Regions from separate parts of the Mus musculus genome. Here region 2 is linked to region 1. The links are chromatin contacts, called in public HiChIP or PLAC-seq maps. All regions are on one chromosome and are shown on one strand. The core of a region is the stretch at or near the end of the contact, and the rest is flanking DNA. Distances in the headings are between cores, read along the strand shown.

Evidence for each region. HiChIP or PLAC-seq counts read pairs in DNA pulled down with a chosen protein or histone mark.
Region 2: an H3K27ac HiChIP or PLAC-seq map of SST interneurons shows a contact between it and region 1, with 5 times the contacts expected there. The contact joins two enhancer-like sites. A contact is called at or near these places in 11 of 39 promoter capture datasets (the 3T3-L1 cell line, 3T3-L1-derived adipocytes, the HPC-7 cell line and 7 more), 9 of 484 Hi-C or Micro-C datasets (Sertoli cells, cranial neural crest, embryonic stem cells and 4 more), 1 of 115 datasets of contacts at active chromatin or transcription factors (SST interneurons) and 1 of 9 other capture datasets (embryonic stem cells).

Annotation. Positions count from the first base shown.
Region 1 is chr11:67,109,724-67,114,669 of GRCm38.p6, reverse strand. It overlaps 2310065F04Rik (RIKEN cDNA 2310065F04 gene), which reads left to right. Exons shown (of 5, transcript NR_038055.1): 4 at 1-16; 5 at 553-2,209. Among named protein-coding and RNA genes, the nearest start is that of 2310065F04Rik, 7.9 kb to the left of the region's middle. Within about 2 kb of position 2,454, at least 4 of the 459 cell types and tissues checked have an H3K27ac peak or open chromatin away from gene starts, as enhancers often do. A contact at or near this core is called in SST interneurons, where this site is marked.
Region 2 is chr11:67,253,596-67,259,037 of GRCm38.p6, reverse strand. It overlaps Myh4 (myosin, heavy polypeptide 4, skeletal muscle), which reads right to left. Exons shown (of 40, transcript NM_010855.3): 28 at 4,912-5,038; 29 at 4,462-4,580; 30 at 4,165-4,361; 31 at 3,556-3,739; 32 at 3,305-3,470; 33 at 3,082-3,206; 34 at 2,543-2,851; 35 at 1,743-1,946; 36 at 300-425; 37 at 42-212. Among named protein-coding and RNA genes, the nearest start is that of Myh4, 19 kb to the right of the region's middle. Within about 2 kb of position 2,042, at least 1 of the 459 cell types and tissues checked has an H3K27ac peak or open chromatin away from gene starts, as enhancers often do. A contact at or near this core is called in SST interneurons, where this site is marked.

The DNA of each region.
Region 1 (4,946 bases), core at 1,205-3,704:
AAATAAACTAGAAGAGGTAGGGCAACAGTTTTCACAGGTTTCACGCCTGTGTGGAATCTATTCATAGGGCCTACAAGAAGCTGAAAGTATTGTTGGGCAATGGTGGCAAACACCCTTAATCCCAGCACTAGGGAGGCAGAGGCAGATGGATCTATGTGAGTTCGAAACCAGCCTGCTCTACAAAGCTGTTTCTAAACAGTGCAATTAGTAGCGCTTGCCTGTCCTGGACGCCTTGGCTCTCTGGTCTGGATAGGCATTCCAGCTCATGATGGCCTCTAGGAGTATTCAGACAGGGCACTGACTGTCAGCTGCCAGATTCCCTTGTCAGGAATCTGTTGCTAGGCCATCGAGTGACTTCTTGAATACAATCCTGTGCTCCTAAACTCTCATTTTAACAATCATTTCCCTTCGGGTTTCTTTGTTTCTTTCCTTTTTTTTTTTTTTTTTTTTTTTTTCCTTCACGCTTGTCCTGGTAGGGCCAGCTAGATCAAGCCTGAGGCTCACAGTGTGATTCCGCCATGAATTTCCTCTGTGTCTCTCTCTTTCTTCTAGGGTGATCAAACAGGCCAAGAAGACACCATGCCCTCTTCTTCTCCCGCTGTCTTGAGCACCTTGTGTCTATTCACTCAGCACGATTCCATCTTAGCAATAAATCCCCCACAAGGATGTTGTGATCTCTCCGATTTAATCGGCATTAAATCCTTTGAGTCCTCATATCCTTCCTCTCCCATTTCTTAAAATAGTCGGCAGCACTTAAGTCCAGCATCCTATCGACTTCTAACATTGCATAATCCCGCAAGACCCCTCTCCCCTATTCTCCTTAAGGAGCCCACATAATCAGAAAGTTCTCCCATGAGAACCTGAAGGTAGGGTGGTTCAGGCAGCCCTGGGGTTAGTGGGGCACATTGCTGCCAGGATCGCCTGAGGGCTTGCTAGGTTGGAGGGATACTTACTATCCCTTCACTGTTTGACTGGATCAGAAAGTACGTCTCTGCTTTAATTATCTCTTAGGGTGGGCTGAGGACAGAAGAGTTGGATTGTGGGCATCGGTTCTTGTCACAGTTCTTACAGGAAGCTTTGAGGTTTGAGTCCGCTTGGCAGGGAGGAGGCGTCACTCAGGGAGCATGGACTGTGTTCTGGGGATTTGAGATTGGGGGACTGTTCTCAAGAGAGACCTGGGGTTGTGCTCAGCCTTGCCCAATGCTTGGGTCACTCTAGTCTGGAATGGTCACAGAAGTGCAGTCTCTGTCGGAGAAACCAAACCCTTTGTAGGACCTGTCTTGAACTAAGGAAAGAATGGTAGGTGGAACAGAGCTCAACGGACACCGAGAGCATCTCCCAAGCGACAAGACCCCCCCCCCCGGCCCCCGTTAGTGAGCGTGAGATGTTCGTGGGCAAAGACACGGGAATGGGTTCTCAAGCAGAGGGGATGCACTTTATGATCCATCTGCCATGTTTGCAGGTGAGTGAGTGAGGAGAAAAGAACGGTTACGTGGAAGACCCGTTACGGACATGAAAGCCAACCCCACCTTGAAGATGTCACCGCGGTCCCAAGTTGTAGGTGGACGCCAGAAGAGTATTTAGACTCAGACCCGGGCAAACTAGCGGATGTGCTACTCCAGGCTTAAGAAAACCCAGGTGGTTAAAACCAAGGCAGCATCCCTAATCTGTGCTTGGTCCAACAACATGGCCATTTATTTGTGGCTCACCGCTGCCCTCTGGTGGCACTCTCCAAAAATGCAACTTGGTTTTAAAGGTTGGGGATGGCGAGACTGACTTAACCAGTTTGTTTGTTTGTTTGTTTGAGTACATACCCTCAGTATTTGAGTCTCAGGATCATTTTGATTCACCTGCATGAATCAAGTCACGTGATTAGAGTAAAAGGAGCAGAATTCAGCGTATCTCATGCCTTTGTCTGGCCCTGCCATTGTCAGACAATTCAGCTAGCTCTTGGGAACTGCTGTTTCTATCAGACACTATTGTGTGGGGCCTTTTATCTGAGCTGTAGCATTGATCCTCTAGGGTGGGTGCAATAATTATTCATGTTACAGATGAAGAAATAGAGGCGCACAGATGTCTCACTCTTAACATATGAATATGGTATTGAGTCCCCAGTGACACCAACCTGTTAAGATGTCACTCAGTACCCACCCAGTCCCGCCCTGAGCAGAATGAATGGACGGGGAAATATAATTTTAAAGTACTGTTTAAATAAACACATATTTTCTGTATGTTTTTTAAGTTTGAGACTAAATTCTAGATGTGCTCTTAGCCTGGCATGCAGAGAAGGAGACTCTGGGATGGAGGGGGCGGGACACAGACATGGAAACTCTCTCGCTTTGAAAAGACATAGTTTCTCGGGATGATGCGGCTGTCTGATGGGCATTGGGGAGCGGAAAGGCAGATTCTGGAGTTTCAGAGCTTCTGAGTCACCTACCCTCTCTTCCTGCAGCTGAAAACAGTACCCACTTTGGCCTGTAGGTGGCAGCTTAGGCTCAACAGAACCCAAGTCTGTTTTTTGATACCCTAGTTCCCACCAGCTGGGAATCATTTTCAGATGGAGGTTTGGGGGTGTTATAAACTCCTGATGTATGGAGACTGTGCCTCACATACTCTGGTTTCGATGATCTTGTGGGTGACCTGGGCAATTCGGTGGTGGTGGTGGTGGTGGTGGTATTTTGCTTGCTTGCTTGCTTGCTTGCTTGCTTGCTTGCTTGCTTGCTTGCTGAGACAGGTATTTGCTATGTTGCCTCTGCTGGGGTCTGAATCCTGGGATCAAGTAATCCTCTTACCTCAGCAGCCCAGGTAGCTGGACATAAGAATCTATTTATTCCACAGGGCCCGACCATAAACATCCATGTTTTACAAAGCTCCCCAACTGACTCTCCCCACCCAAGCTAGAAGTGGCAGTTAGCACACGGAGCCCCTTAGTCCCTGTGAGTTTGCTGAGCAGCTTATTTGACATCCTTTCTTCGTTCCACCTCTGCAGTGTAGCCTGGATCCACAGAAAGAAGGGAAGAGCAGAGAAGGGGCATCGTAGGAGGGATGGAGAATGCAGTTCAGACAGAAGAGAAAATGAAAAAGGGTCTTCTCAGACCAAGAGAGGAAGGAGTCTAAAGGAGTGATTAAAACACGTTTCATACCTTACAGAAAAGAAATAGGCCATGTGAAGGACAAAGGATTGTTCCAGAAAGCAAGAAAACTTGCCCCTTCTACTAACTAGAGCTTTAACAGGAATCCTGGTGAGGGCACTGTGGGTATCGGGGTTTTGGGGGGAACCTGGCCAGGCAGGGAAGTGGCAAGGGGTTTCAGGGGGTGTGGACAGCAGAAGGGGCTTCACAGGGAAAGTGGAGTCTTCCCATGTGGACATATATCCTGAGAGACATTAGCGGCTACCAATGGTTCTCTCTTCTCAACAGCTTCATGCCCAGTGTCTTAGTCAGGGTGTCTATTCCTGCACAAACATCATGACCAAGAAGCAAGTTGGGGCGGAAAGGGTTTAATCAGCTAACACTTTCCACATTGCTGTTCATCACCAAAGGAAGTCAAGACAGGAACTCAAGTAAGTCAGGAAGCAGGAGCTGATGCAGAGGCCATGCAGGAATGTTTCTTACTGGCTTGCTTCCTCTGACTTGATCAGCTTGCTTTCTTATAGAATCCAGGACTACCAGACCAGGGATGGCACCACCCACAATGGGCCCTTGATCACTAAGTGAGAAAATGCCTTACAGCTGGATTCTCATAGAGACATTTCCTCAAGGGAGACTCCTTTCTCTGTGATAACTCCAGCTTGTGTCAAGTTGACACACAAAACCAGCCAGGACACCCAGGAATGGTGGCTGGCCAGAAATCCTCCCTAGCCCAGTGCCCTCACAAAGAGAAAGGGCCATGTACAACAGCAAGAGCATCTGTTGCCATAGCAACTCATTAGGCACAGCCCCAATGTCATGGCCCATGCTCATCTTCGGGCATAGCCTCCATCTTTGAGCACACACACACACCAAATAAAAGATTCATACTTAACACTCAAAACTCCATGAACAAAATTTTAAATTGTGACAGGCTTCCTCTTGAGCTTTTACCTCAACTTGAATATCCGACAGCATTGCTGTGGCATTTTCTAATGAATGCAGGCTGAGGTAGTGGGGAGTCCTTCTCTGTCCAGTCACATCTTGCAGGAGCTACCTTCAGCCCTTGGCACCTGAGGAATATTATCACAGATCTGTGGGAACTGTGCTTCTGGCAGAGCGGTGGTGCCACCTAGTGGGAGAATCTGGTACCAAGCTCTCAAAGATGACTCCAAGCACAGCATGTCTTCCTGGAGCCTCTGGCTTCCTAGCAGTTCTCCATATGGGAGGCAATGCTTAGGACCTTGCACTGTGGTAGTTGAGATGGAGCAGATGGGAGACTGTGTGGACAGATGGGTCAGGAGGTAAGGGGAGAGATAGGTGGGGCGTTCCCAAGTGTAGCACTGTCATATACACAGATAGGGAGATCCGGAGGCAGATTCTTGCCCCCTACTTTCCCATCAGAGAAGTGAGAGAGAAGGTGGAGACTGTGTCTCTAACCTCCACAATCCTCACTTCACCTACTTGAGACAAATATGAGAAAATCAATTCCTAAGAGCCTTTGAAAACACAGGGTATCTGGGCAGGCACTGGAAATACAAAGATGCATAGCTGGAAAGTTCGGCACTACTGAAGGTGACCTGGGTACCGACGTGGCTGAGGAAGGGGGAGCAGGGAAAAGTCTAGACTTGGTAAGCTACAGAGTGAGTTCAAAGCCAGCCTGAGCAACTCACAAAATAAAAAGTGAAGTACAGCCTGGGGGTGTAGCTTAGTGGTAACGTATCTGTGTAGCTTGTGTGAGGTCCCAGATTTGACCTTCGTGATAGAAGGCAGGGGCTGCTTCCAGAAACATGTCAGAGCGTGCACTGGTGGCTGAGC
Region 2 (5,442 bases), core at 793-3,292, 140 kb before region 1:
CACGCATGGGTAGGGGGCTGAAAGAAGACGTGGACACCCACCCTAGCCTCCAGTTTCTGGATCTGCTTCTTGCCGCCCTTCAGCGCCAGCTGCTCAGCCTCGTCCAGACGGTGCTGCAGGTCCTTCACGGTCTGCTCCATGTTCTTCTTCATCCGCTCCAGGTGGGCGCTGGTGTCCTGCTCCTTCTTCAGCTCCTCCGCCATCATGGCGGCCTGGCGAGTTATAAAACAGAGTTGGTTAAAGGCTGACAAGGCCCTGCAGGATTCAGGCTTGCTATCTCCATCTCGCTCTCTGCTTACATCAGTGATGGCTTTCTTGGCCTTCTCTTCTGCGTTGCGGGCTTCCTGGACGATGTCTTCCATCTCTCCCTGGATTTGGGAAATGTCTGTCTCCAGCTTCTTCTTGGTGTTGATGAGGCTGGTGTTCTGTTACAAATTTAAAAAAGAAGAAGAAGAAGAAAGAAAACTATATTTAATTACATTTATAACCAGTGTATGTAGCACTAAATAGCTGATAATAAGAAATGTTCAGAATAAAAACAAAATATGAAGTTAATTCCAAGTTCCTGGCTTTTTCTACCTATATCTCTGGTCATAAAACATAAGTGATTCAATGTAAAATTTAATCTCTAGTGCCAAAGGTTATCTATGGCTGCTTATAAACACAAAGTAAAATTGTCCAGCTTTATCGTGCTATGTACCACACAGCTGATGAAAAATAACTTATTTTAGCTAGTCATCCATATTGGGTACCTCTATTTTGTAAGTTTATAAACAGCATATTTATTGATACAAAAGATAATCATGGGCACCCATGTTTTTGGAAAGTTAACAGTATTTGAAATGGTCAGTCAATTCTAGATGCTCATAATTAGTAAGAAAAGTGTCACATATTAACTAATACTTGATTTTTAAAATTACACTATGGATCTGAACATTTCCATAATTGCCCATTTTAGACATTGCAGTGTTCAAAAGTATTCTGTTACATGGGTTTATTATTTAAAAAGTAGAGTGTGCAAATGAGCATAAGACAAAAATAATATGCCTTCCATAAACATAGGCAACAGTAATAACATTTTTGCTTATCCTTTTGAATATTTCTGTATGCTTTTTTACCAAAAATAAAATAAAATAAAACAAAATAAAATAAAATAAAATAAAAGGACAGTGGATTCCTCACCTTAATTTGCTATATTCTCTTTCTGCTTTGTGTCTGTCTTTCTGCGGCAATGAGTGCTCCATATGGTCATTATGCAACATTAAACCACCACTTACTTAATTGCTTTATTTAACTTCTTTAAATAAATAAGTGGAACACAAGTGCTAACTAGCACTAATGACGGCCCCATGGATTTGAACCCAAAAGATCTTTCCATGTACTGTGATGTTAGCATAATAATAAATATGATGGCTTACTGTTTTTTACATTTTATCGGCTTATTTACTTGTTGTGTACAGTTGTGAAAGATTAGTTGGATGAGTGACTGCATATTGTCTTCTGAGCTTTCTTTCCATTGGCTTTAAACTCCAGATTGTTCAAGACCATGACTATGCCAGCCCAAAAGTGGACTTGTAAACTGTCTGTGTCTCAGTACATACTTAGGTCCCTCTTTCCATTTCCCAAAACCCTGGAAATACATGGCTGCCAACATTATGTGTGCATCTCATGAAAAAGCTCACCCCTTCAGACTGCCTTTAGTTTCTGGAAGTGCATTTGATAACCTTGGTCCTGAACCTCACCTGGGTGTGGAGGAGCTGCACGCGCTCACTGGCATCCAGTAGCTCTTGCTCGGCCACTCTCCTGCTCCTCTCTGTCTGTTCCAGGGATGCCCTGAGCTCCTCGATCTCAGCCTGCATCAGGTTGGCTCTGCGCTCAACCATGGCCAGCTGCTCTTTCAGGTCGTCCTGGCCTCTGAGAGCATCGTCCAGGTGCAGCTGTGTGTCCTGCACAGAAAGCAGAAAAACTCTTACTCACACTCTAGTTAAAAGGGATTCAAATTTAGTGACATGCTCACACCTGGATCTTATTAGCTCAGAGTCTGATTAAATAGGAGTATCTACAAGTACCCTTAATGACTTGTTCTTGGATGCCTAGTGCAGTACTTAAATTCAAAAGCACAAAATGGTTTATTTTAGATCCCCAAAAATCATAAAAATCAATCATGGATAAATCTGTGCAATTTTGTAGCAGGAAAGTACCCTTAGAATTCAGCTACACTGGTTACATCATTCTAGATGCTTAAAGGGGGAGGTCCAGAGCTGGGTGAGTCGTGCCTAAGTCCTAGCACTTGGGAAGCTGAATTGTGTCATCAGTATCTACATCTACCTTACCACTCATTTTGTCTCAGGTGACAAAGCAAATTCTCTCTTGGGCCTTTCAGTCTGAACATAGCTCCTTCCCAACTAGGCACATACAATTTTTTTTTATCCTGATACTACATTGCTTTGGTAATGTATATCCTATAATTTTCCTAAAAATCTAAGATTTGAATTCTATAACACTGAGCCTGCTGACACAGTGCATGTTCACCCCTAGGTACCTTCAGCATTCCCTGGGTGTTCCGAAGGTTCCTGATTGCCTCCGCAGCCTGGCGGTTGGCATGGTTCAGCTGGATCTCCATCTCATTGAGGTCTCCCTCCATCTTCTTCTTAATCCTCAGAGCATCATTCCTGCTGCGGATCTCGGCGTCCAGCGTGCTCTGCATGGACTCCACAACTCTGAGGTGGTTTCTCTTCAGCTGATCTATCTCTTCATCTTTTTCAGCAATTTTGCGGTCAATCTCAGATTTCACCTGGTTCAACTCCAGCTGGATGCGTAGGATTTTACCTTCTTCATGTTCAAGGGATGCCTTGATAAAAGCAACATTTTGGTGACCTCACTATGGTGGTTTCTCAAGAAGACATTTAGCCCTCCTCCCATTCTTTCAATATATCCTAACTTAGATTATTGATCCTGCATTTGAGTGGTATATATGTCTAGGTTTTCCTTGGTGGTATACATTGTCCCTGGGAGCTTAGGACGTGGTAGATTCCAGTTGCAATTCTCCTTAACAGATGGGTGAGCAAACAAAGCATATACCTCCGCTTCCTCCAGAGAAGCCTGTAATTCACTCTTTTCCTGATCAATTTGCTTCTTGATTTTCTCCAGCTCATGGATGTGCTTCCCTCCCTCAGCAATCTGCTCGGTCAGGTCAGAGATCTCCTCTGCGGAAGAACAGATGAAAGGAAGAGGTTGGAATGAATGGTGGCAGAATGGAAGAACCCAGTTAGAGCTAAGCGGGGTTGTGAAGCTTGGGGCTTACGCTGCAGGTTCTTGTTCTCTCTCTTTAACGTCTCAAGTTGATCCAGAGACTCCTCATAGGCATTCTTCACTTTGAACAGCTCAGTGCTCAGAGAGCGGGACTCCTTCTGGGAGGCTTCAAGCTCAGCCTGAGTTTCCTCGTACTTCTGTTTCCATTCTGCCAGGACCTGGAAGCGCGTCATTAGTTAGGCTATGAAGCCAGGCAGAGTGCCCCCCTTTCCCCAGTTGTAAGTCCCAGGTCCGGTGGGCCACCTTGTCAAAGTTCCTCTGCTTCTTATCAAGCGCAGCGCAGGCAGCGTTAGACCTCTCCACGTCAATCATGAGGTCCTCCACTTCATTCTGAAGCCGCTGCTTCGTCTTTTCAAGAGAAGCGCATTTGGAATTCACAGCTTCTACATGTTCCTCAGCATCCTGCAGACGCTGAGCCAGCTTCTTCCTGGGGTGGCGGTCAGTGCGAGAAGACTCAAAGTTAACAGAAGGAACTCTACCTATCCGCTGATTAGGGAAGTCTGTTTTCCCCTAAGATCTCTTATTTCTCTGTGCCCATAGGTTTTTCCAGAATTACTTCTTAGTGACCATTTTATCTCTCCCAGAATTCTGATTTCCCAGGGGAGCTCTTTTCCATCTGAAGTGTCTATTTCAAACATATCTATGAAACCAGAGAGAAGGGGGAGGGGAAACGATGCATTTCTTCACTAGGGTCTAGTGGGATCCTAGACTGAGTACATGGTCCTCTTAACTGTATAGATATGGAAGCTGTGAAATTATTTGATGCTCTTCCTGGTACAATTATTCCTTCCCATTTTCCTTCCCTTTTCCTTTACTTCAGTTTCTTTCTGTCTAATTCATTGAAACCCATACTTGGCCTCTTCCAGCTCCTCTGTGCGCTGGATGGCATCCGTCTCATATTTCGTCCTCCACTGGGCTACCTCGCTGTTGGCCTTGGACATGGCCCTCTGCAGCTCAGCCTTGGCTTCCTGCTCCTCTTCATACTGTTCCCGCAGCAGGTCACAGTCATGGCGAGCTGACTGCAGGGCGTGGGCCAGTGCGTTCTTGGCCTAAATAACCCAAAATTGTACACTGTGAGTTTGCATTCTGATCACTGGTGGTTCAGGCTGCCCAGTTCCATGCATGAAAGTCTCAACAGAGGGTTCTCACCTTGGACTCTTCCTCTAGCTGCCTCTTTAGTTCCTCAATCTGTTGTGTAAATGCTTGTTTGCCTCGGGAAAGCTGAGAAACCATAGCGTCTTTTTCATCCAGCTGTCGGGAAAACTCGCCTGAGAGAGGAAACACAAATGATTGAACTCTCTTCTCTCAGGTGGACCAGAATACGACCCTCCTTATTCATAGAGTGCAAAGAGTGTCTCCAGAATGTTCGTGAACTGCTTTCTTTGGTATTGTAGAATGGGGGATTCTTGAGGGTTATGGAGGTAACAAAACTTTCCCAAGCCCAAGAGGTTCATTTCCCAACTCGCCTCTAATCATAGCTTAGAGTCATTCATTTGTAACCATCTCTTGTACACATTGTGCAGGGCAAGACCCCAGCGTCCAGGATCGGGCAGACCTCTCATGCTTTGCTGTTCCCAGGCTAGTGTGGCACAGACTGACCTGACTCTGTGTGCAAGCGTGCCTTCTGGGTTGACAGTTCATTGATCAGGCGCTGCTGCTCCTCCTCCTTGGTCTTCACTTCACTCAGTTGGTCCTCCAGGGTGCGGCACATCTTCTCAAGGTTCCCCTGTGATGGGAAGTAAAGGACGGGACAAGATGATGCTGAGATTTAGAGATCTGTTACTATGTATGGCAGACACAGGCTGTTACTGATGTTGCTGCCAAGCCTTGCACAGTGCTTGGGAGCAGTTGGGATCACAGCAGTGGAGGAGCATATGTGACTGACTGAGTGAATATGTAATCATCAAAACTAGAGTCCTTTCTTTGGGGAAACATGAACATCATTTATGGCCCACATCATATAGAGGGGACTTTTACTTGCCACTGCATTACTATTGCCGTAGCTATAGCAACAATGTTTAAGGTGATTTTGAAAAATAAGATGTGGAACCTTGAGAGGTTCCATTTAATACAGTGATGTCAATCAGAGATCTTGGGTGATGTATAGTGTGGCTAGCTAGAGTCCCACAG